Regions from separate parts of the Mus musculus genome. Here region 1 is linked to region 2. A link is a contact called in public Hi-C data. All regions are on one chromosome and are shown on one strand. The core of a region is the stretch at or near the end of the contact, and the rest is flanking DNA. Distances in the headings are between cores, read along the strand shown.

The links. Hi-C and Micro-C count contacts between places; a contact is called where the count stands out from the background.
Region 1: a contact with region 2 is called in a Hi-C map of embryonic fibroblasts, with 2.2 times the contacts expected there. The contact joins two enhancer-like sites. A contact is called at or near these places in 1 of 39 promoter capture datasets (the 3T3-L1 cell line) and 3 of 484 Hi-C or Micro-C datasets (cerebral cortex, cortical neurons and embryonic fibroblasts).

The regions. Positions count from the first base shown.
Region 1 is chr12:58,555,938-58,560,115 of GRCm38.p6, forward strand. All of the region lies in intron 1 of Gm30687 (a long non-coding RNA gene), which reads left to right. Among named protein-coding and RNA genes, the nearest start is that of Gm40427, 40 kb to the left of the region's middle. Within about 2 kb of position 1,639, at least 29 of the 459 cell types and tissues checked have an H3K27ac peak or open chromatin away from gene starts, as enhancers often do.
Region 2 is chr12:58,424,415-58,428,892 of GRCm38.p6, forward strand. No RefSeq gene overlaps it. Among named protein-coding and RNA genes, the nearest start is that of Gm30687, 10 kb to the right of the region's middle. Within about 2 kb of position 2,092, at least 22 of the 459 cell types and tissues checked have an H3K27ac peak or open chromatin away from gene starts, as enhancers often do.

The DNA.
Region 1 (4,178 bases), core at 389-2,888, 130 kb after region 2:
GAGGACAGGAGACATTTTTGGTTTTGGGGAATACTAAGCCCAGTGTAGTCTGACTTCACTTTGCCTCACCCCCCACCCCCCCAAAAAAGAGAAATTTAACTGTTTTTAATAACTACTACATTGGGAGGTTAGTAGGAAACCATCTTTTCAAAATTGATTTTCTATCTAAAATCATTTTATGTTACTTCTTAGGCAAGAAATGTGTAGCTGGGCCACTGGTGAGGGCATTGCCTCTCAGTTTCTGACTCACCCTTCCTTCCACACTGGGTTTTTTGGCAATGCTGAATGTGTGCATTAGCATTCCACAACACAGAGCACTGGGAAGAAAGAACATCTGCAGAGAGATTTATTTGTTTGCTGTTCCTGTGAGCATCATCCCAGCCAACTTTCTTTATCTTATGGCGAAAGCACTTCCCCACCCTGAAGCTCAATCAGTTTGCAGTTTTGCCAACCTCTGTAGAACTGGCCTCATTCTCTCCTCCTTCCCTGGAGATACCAATGCCATTCAGAGAGTTCTCAGACTTGGAAGCCTGGATCTCAAGTTTATGGAGAACTTCCTCTGATCATAGAGACTCTAATACAGCATGCCCCAGTTCTTCCACAGAACTCTGGATTCCAATTCTTACAGAGTAACACTAGCAACATATCCCCTTAGCTCAGTGATTCTCAACCTTCCTAATACTGTGACACTTTAATACAGTTGCTCAAGTTGTGGTGACCCCAGCCATAAAATTATTTCATTGCTACTTAAAAGTATAATTTTGCTGCTGTTATGAATCATAATGTAAATATTTGGGGAGATAAAAGCTTGCCAAGGAGTTACAGCCCACAGGTTGGGAATTGCTGCCTCAGCTCATTTAGCCCTAAAAGTAGGCCCCATTCCTCCAAATTTATCATGCCTCGGGATCATCTATAAACCCATGAGCCACATTAGGAGACAGTCTCATTCGGCATGTCTGTAGTGGGTCTTGATATTTCCTCTCTAACAAGCTCCTAATCAACATAGCAACCGCAGGTGTGAATTTGCCTTGGATCCTGTCTGGAGGCTTTAACACAGTAGGTGCATTAAGGTCTTAGGCAAAAGGAAAACAGAATGTGGTTAGGCTGGCACTTGCCGTGATAATACTGTCAATCAAATGATTTCAAGATAGTTATCATGGAATCCTTTGTTGGCCCAGAAAGTAGCTGAACATGAACAGTAATGTGGATAAATTCTTCTGAGTGCACCGACTAGTTTACAGAAAATAAATGGTCACCGTGAGGTTCTCTTTTAAAGTCATAGCAGAGAATTCCTTTTCCTCTGCAGCCCTAATAGTAGCTAATTTCTTTTGGCAACAGAACTGATATAAAGAAACACTAGGTGTATTGTTGTGATTAAAAGGATTGGTAATCACTAAAAACATCTGCAAGTTTTGACTCAGGACCCTGGGGAAGAATAAAGACATCTGGCTGGACTGGGGTGAAGCTCAGATTTTCAACTCAAGTATTTCAAGTTACTCCGGAACATTTTGCCATTGGAGGTTTACCAGCTGTATCTGGAGAGAATAATCTGCCTGTGAGAGGGTAATGTCCTCATCTAAAACGATTGTTTAGGGAAAACGCCCTCAAAAGGAATGTCCATTATACCAACAATCTCTTATTACCAACCAGTAAGCTGCTAACTAGAATCAGGTCTCGGTATGCTATTATTGTTATCATTTGCTACTGCTGTTGTTGTTGTTATCTGTGAGGACACATGTGTGTTCCATTAGTTGACTTTTTTATTCCCCTGTAGTATCTGGGAATCAAACACAGGTCATCTGGTTTGTGCAGCAACAGTTTTATCCACTGGGTCATCTCACTGCACGCCACACACACACACACACACACACACACACACACACACACACACACACACATTTGAAAATCTGATTAAATTAATGATGTATCAGTGAGAGACAGAAGAGGATGGTTTGAATTTTTTCTTCTATTGACTTTAACATGGAAAATTTTTTCCCTTGGATAAGCAACTGAAGATAACCTAGAGAAGCTGAAATAAACCAAGAAATTGGATTTTCTCTGAGGCCACAAGGAATACAGTCTTGCCAATATCTTGATTCTAAATCTAAGACAATAAATTTCCCATGGTTTCTTACAACATCAAAAGAAGACTATGTACTAGCTTGTCTTTAGTATCCACCAAAGGCACTGGTTTAAGAGTTGGTCCCCAGCTAGGCACACTGGAGAGGTGATGGAAACCTGAGAAGGTGGGGCGCATGCGCATGTCTTCAGGTCACTGAGGGAATCTCGCCTGAAGGCTGTTATATACAATGGAGCATCAGCCTCTTCATAGCCCTTTGGCTTCTCAGACATGAAGTGAGTGGTTGGCTCTACCACATCTTCTTGCCATGACATACTGCTACTGTCCAGAGTAACAGGGCCAACCAGTCACAAACCTACACACCCGAAAGTGGGCCATAGTAACCTTTTTCTCTTCATAAACTGTCTCAGATTTTTTTTCCTCCAGCTACAGAAGGTACATAGTATATATTATAATGACCATGCTGATTGCACTCAAAGCCAAGTATCTTATCTGCCTAAATGCAATATAGGTAAAAAAAAAAAAAAAAGTGAGAAGAGAAGTTCTAAAAAAACTTAAGGACCAATAAAAGTTCATAAAATATTAAAATACTGTGGTTACTAGTTACTCATATAGTGGTTGTGGTGTGTACAATTTTATCTGGTTGGTATAGAACAATGTATTCTGCTATTTTGACTTTTTTTCGCATGTTTGTCAGCTTTAAATGTCATGTTGTTGCCACGGTCTCAATAAGTAACTCAGGCTGATGGGTAACAGAAAGCCACCTGCCTGCCTCTGCCTTTCAAATGATGGGAATGCCGGCAGGAACCACCAAACATGCTGCAACTGACAAAGAACTCCTTTAGAATGTATGAGCCAACTCCGAGTTTCCACCAACCAAAGAGCTAAGAATGCTGTTAGCTAGCACCCATGCCTGAGTCTTTTCTGCTTTGGCTAACCCACCCACCTGATGTGCCCATCAATATATTTGTATTTAAAAAATGTCTTGATTTAGGATGTTTTTGTTGTGCAACGACTACAACTCCAGGAAACTGCTCTCATCTGAGAACATGAAGATTTGGGGTAAACTGAATCTGTGTTTCCAGGGCCATGGTTGCCCATATTTGGCTCCAGGATAAACTCTTATCCTCTTTGAGATAAGATTTATGTTTGTTGCATAAACAGGTATAAATTTTGTCCTTTAACTTTCTTCCCATATGTCTAAAATGTGTTGTGTTTTTCCTTACCTTTCCTTCTTTGTTCATCAAAAATCCAAAGCCTGATAACTCTAAGGTAGGCAAGGAATGGCTATTCAGACTAGACATAGACCATGATAAATTATATTTAGGCTCTGATCCTGCAATGTTCCAATTCCTTCACATTGCTTATCAGCCTATCTGCTTCTCAGACAGTTTGGTTCTGAATTCTCCTTCACCCTCCATTTTACAAAGAGTTCGAGGCTTAGAAAGAAAAACATTGTGTAAGTCTGAAATGTTAAGATGTATTTCTGACAGCTTCTGAGATTCAATGGTCCTTAAGTCTGTAAGAGGTGCAGTCATCCAGCACACCCATTTCCGGATCATAGGAAGTGATTGCAAAAAAAAAATTGGAAAATTAGGATTTTATTTTATTTATTGTTTCATTTTCTTATAGGCATTTACTTCCAAATTTGCAGATTAAGTCATTTTCATTTTTGTAAGACAAGAAAGCAATACAGGGTGGGAAAGCCTGACTAAAAGTTAGAACCGGACATCTACCCAGATCCATCTGGACAATATCATTTCTACTTTAATATTTTAATTTTAATTCTAAAGTCTTATGGCAGTGTGGAATCTCAGCTAGGCAAGTTTAAAAAAAAAAAGTCCAGTAGAACCCTAGTTTTCCAACTGTAATCCCAATGCTATATTGAATTTTCTCCCAAAACTAATTAAAATAACTCCCTCTTTTAGGGCAACTTGATCTGCATATCTGCCTCGTTTTCTTGCAGTGGTAGAAGTGGGGAAAAACACAAAGGAGTATAGTTATCAGCCCATATGGTCCCATCTGTATGCAAATCACCCAACAGAATGCAAAACACTTAACACCAATAATGGCAGAGTTATTAAAGAAGTAATCTTAT
Region 2 (4,478 bases), core at 842-3,341:
TCTAAGATAAACACCCAACACTTACTTAATAAATGCAAAGTGAGGTGTAATGAATGCTTAAACAATGAATAATGAATTCAATTGGTGGATTTGATGTAACTTTGCCTATTCACTATGAACCCTAACCTCTTCTTTCTTAGAATAGAAATACTAAGAAACACTAGAAATAGAAACAAATAGGTTAAAACCAAGGCCATTGGCAAGCACAGCTAACAAATTACAAATGCTATAATGTGTGACTGATATTTGTTTATATGAATATCAAAACTCTCAACCATGCTGCAGCACATACAGGTAAGGAAATATCTGGAGTCTGGGAGTTCAAATAACAGTCTCAAAAATAATTCAACATATTCTTCTTTAGCAGATAATATAAACATAAAAATCCAACAATATTTGATTCAGTATATTGGACAAAGTCACTAAAACAAAAGTTACACTTCTTGTTTTGCCTTACATACCAAGGTTTGACTCCCAAATGTTCAGAGTCCTAATGTAGCACCCTTTCTTTTGGAGAAATAACCCATTTAACCACTGTTATGTCAGCCTCCTTTTGTGAACATGATGCCCATGAAATTCATATGTGTTGATGTACATACCCTGAATTATTCCCTCTAATTGCAAAAAAAAAAAGTTCAATTAAATTAAAAAAAAAAAAAACATGGCTGCTTGTTCGCCCAGCCTGATGTTACACATTTAGTTCATCACCTGTCTTGGGCTAGTGGTGATAAAGCGTCCATGAATATTCATATCCCAGGGTTTGCGGGGCACATATTTGCATTTCCCTTGGAGAAATTCCTGAGCTGACTTTTCTGGTCAGTTTCTGGATAAGTGTGTGCTAAAACATAAAAATCTACCACTAGTCCCCTAAAGGCAGGAAATCAATGCCTATAAAGTCCTCAAAGAAAGAGCAAACGGAGATTTATGTGTCTAGTCAACACATAGATTAGATGTAAAGACAGAAAACAGACCTTTTGCAACATGAAATAGATGTACGTTTGCTGAGGCTCTTAAAAATTTGTAAGAAAAAGTGCTTCTGCTTTCCAGAGCAAAAGCCTGACTGTGAACAGAAAATCCGCTTAGCCTCAGAATTTAAAAAACAAATATGAAAATTTTTTGTTGTAGACTAGAATGCAAATGCCCTAGTCTAAAGCCATGTAGAAATAATAAAATTCATTGCTGTTGGCTAGAGAAGCGAATGGTGAAGTTAGATAGTATGAAGGAGCTGATCTTTCCTAGATACAAAATTAAAGGATATTTAAAATGGATAAAATAATAGATGAATCTATAAAAGAAATTAATAATCCCTAAAGTATAAAATCTGTGTAAAATGTCTCAGGGGGCAGGGAACAAATGAGGGTTAAAGTTAGCATGCCTTAGCTGTAAACCTGTTCATAAAGGAGGCCAATGTAAAGAGTAGATGACTAAGTATATTTCAAGTCAATCACTGAGAAACATAGACTGAACAATTCTAGGTGGGCTAGAGATAGTAAAAAGAATTTGTCTAATTGGCAGACATTTTCTGGACTTGATCTCCAGCCCTCAGGGGGCGGGGAAGGGACATACTTTCTTCTACAATTAAAACAGAAGACGTGACAAAATATGATGCCAGATTCAAGAACATTTTTGTAAGTCAATAAATTGATTTTTCCATGAAAATAAGGCTTCTTATGAGGCATAACGCCAAAGCTAACAACACTGTCTGCCAAACAGACTCATTTGCAACAAAATCCCAGTGTCCAGACAGCACTGTGAACCCAGAGCTCTGAAACCCAGACAGCACACACTGTGAGCCCAGAGCACTGTGAGCCCAGAGCACCATGAGTCCAGAGCTCACTGTGAGATGCTTAGTGAAGGTTCCATTCCACCCCAAAGTGCCCTGCCGCCTAGAGAAAAGCAGAGAGGCCTTACAGCCCCAGTGAGCTATGTTAGATTCTAGTTCACAAGCTGTGTCTCTCAAAAAATCTGCTGAAGTGTTTTTTCTTCCATTACAAGCATTAAAAATACTTTGGAGATTTATCACTTCCTGTAGAGTTAGCACCAAGGAAGCTAAGAGCTCCCCACAAGAGTGTGCTGGGCCCCACTTTCCCTGTCTGTCCACTGACCAGAGATCATGTGAGACTGACAGCTGAGTCAGAGGTATAAGAAGACAAATGGTGATCTTCCGTGACAGAAATCGCTTTCCCATCCCCTAGGCAGCCCCCGCACTCCATTTGTGTTAGGTCTTTGCCTGTCCTCATGGTTATAAGAAGCCTGGGCCAAGCAGCCCAGGAACAGAAGTAGTGCAGGTCAGCGTCTCATGGAAAGGGGCGACAGACAGAAAAGATGCATTAGAGCAATGAAGAATATGGATTTTGATTAGTCTGACCATATTTTTAACTAAAATTATGATAAAATCCAACTAAGAGTCTATCCTTGCGTACAGTAATACTACTGTGACTCCTCTTGGCTTTCAGACTTGGCCTCAGATACACGCATTAGAACCCTGATGGCACACTCGGTGCTATTCAAGGACACTCCATGTAGGAAGGGTGCTTTACCGCAAATACATTTTAGAGATTTGGATTATGCATGAAATGTGGAACATAAGGTAATAAAATGCAAAATACCATCCATCCTCTGAGTTCATTTAAAAATTCCATGGCCAGAAAAAGAGTTGCATCAGATTCAGTGCAGAGTCTCTCCACCCCCAAGGTGAATGCTTTTTCTAAGGCGACACGGGGGCTCTGAGAGGAATGAACCATTTGAAATGAAAATGCCCCCAGGGAAATGATGAAGAATGAGTGTTAAAATAAAAATGTTCTCAGCTCTCTCTCTCCCTTTGGTGTAAGACAGGATTCTATAAGCTCTGCCCCCTGACCATTATAAATAAATACACAGAGACGAAGTCACTGTCATACAGATGAGAACTGCTGTTTTCCCTATCCTGATTCATCTGATTCTCATCCCCCAAATAAAATAACCAACTAATTTAAAAAATATTACTTTTTGTAATAACAGGATTGTACAAAATCCTTATGATGTCCCTATCCAACCAACACAGTAGGCTTTCAATAGCTAACGTGCATGGAATGGCACAAATAAAGTTTATACTCTAACCTTCTTTAGGAGTTATGACTACCAAAACCCAGGCAAATGGAAAGCTTGATTCTGCTGACAGTTTAAAACTGTGGGGTTACAGAGGATGCCACACAGACGATTGTGTGTCCTACAAGTGATAACGTGGATATCCAGTGTTTATGAAAATGACAGGACCTTTCTTGGCTCTTGGATGTACTTTGAAGTCAGAAGCCAAGGTGCTTAATGAACATTGTCATGTAAACTTTCACTGACCAGTGGCCTCCAGGTTATGAAGTTCATGGATTATGGATCTTGGAGTTAATAAGACGTGGCCAGCTTTGCTGGAGAAGGGATGAGCTGGTCAGTCCAGTTTCCATTTCAGGTGTCCAGTTGCCCTACAGGTTCAGTCACATACTCAGTGTGGTTCCCAGGAAAGAGGGACTCCTTTAGGGGGAAGAGATAAGGGAAAACCTTGCTTCTGGCATCCCTCACCTCTGGCTAGGGCAGAAGCAAAGGCGTTTTGTCTTAAATATTTCTGGCATCTTTATCCTCTGGCCAAAACAAGGCTGGCCATCCAGGCTGGAAAATAGAGGAAAAACAAAGAAACAAACAAACAACCCTTCATTTTTGAGTCTTTACCCTAAAACTGCCTGGCTATTTTCTGTCTTATCCTTATTATAAAGAACTTCTCTTCTGGCTGCCAGTCTCACAGGGGATGCAACTCCAGCCCCTCAGGCCCACCCAAAGGAGGATTCATTTTAGATCTTGAAAAGGAGTATTAGTTTGTCCTTCTCCAGTAGTACCCACAGAGGGCTTCTCACCCCAAGACACTTAGTTTGGTTCAGAGCTTCATGGGAGCCTAAGGAAGTGCATGGATCCTAAGTAAACTACTCCAGCCTTACTATGGCCTCATTCTTGCCTATTTCCCTGTTTATTGAAGGGCATTATCTATCTCTAGGTGTGATATTAAGGGTTAATCTTGATTATCAATTTGATAGAATTTAGACTCATTATGGGCACACACTCCTGGGTGATTGTTTTCAGAACAGTTTAACTGATGGTAAAATACATTCAATATACGGATGGAACCATTGCACAAGCTTGAGGCCCAAACTGCTTAGAATCAAGAAAGAGGGTGGAACATCAGCACTGATCTCCAATTGCTTCCTGACTACACACACAATGTGACCAGCCATCCTCTGTATCCTTCACCATACCTGCTCTCTCCACCGTGATGAACTGAAACCTCAAATACTACAACAATAATGATGAGAAAAGTCACTGACACACTGAGTCTCAGTCTGGGAAATTGGAACTTGGTAATTGATTTCAACATCACTTGCTGCTATAGAACACTGTTTTCTGAGCACAACAGACATCACCATCTCAACGAGAGCAGCGGTGACTACCCACAAGAG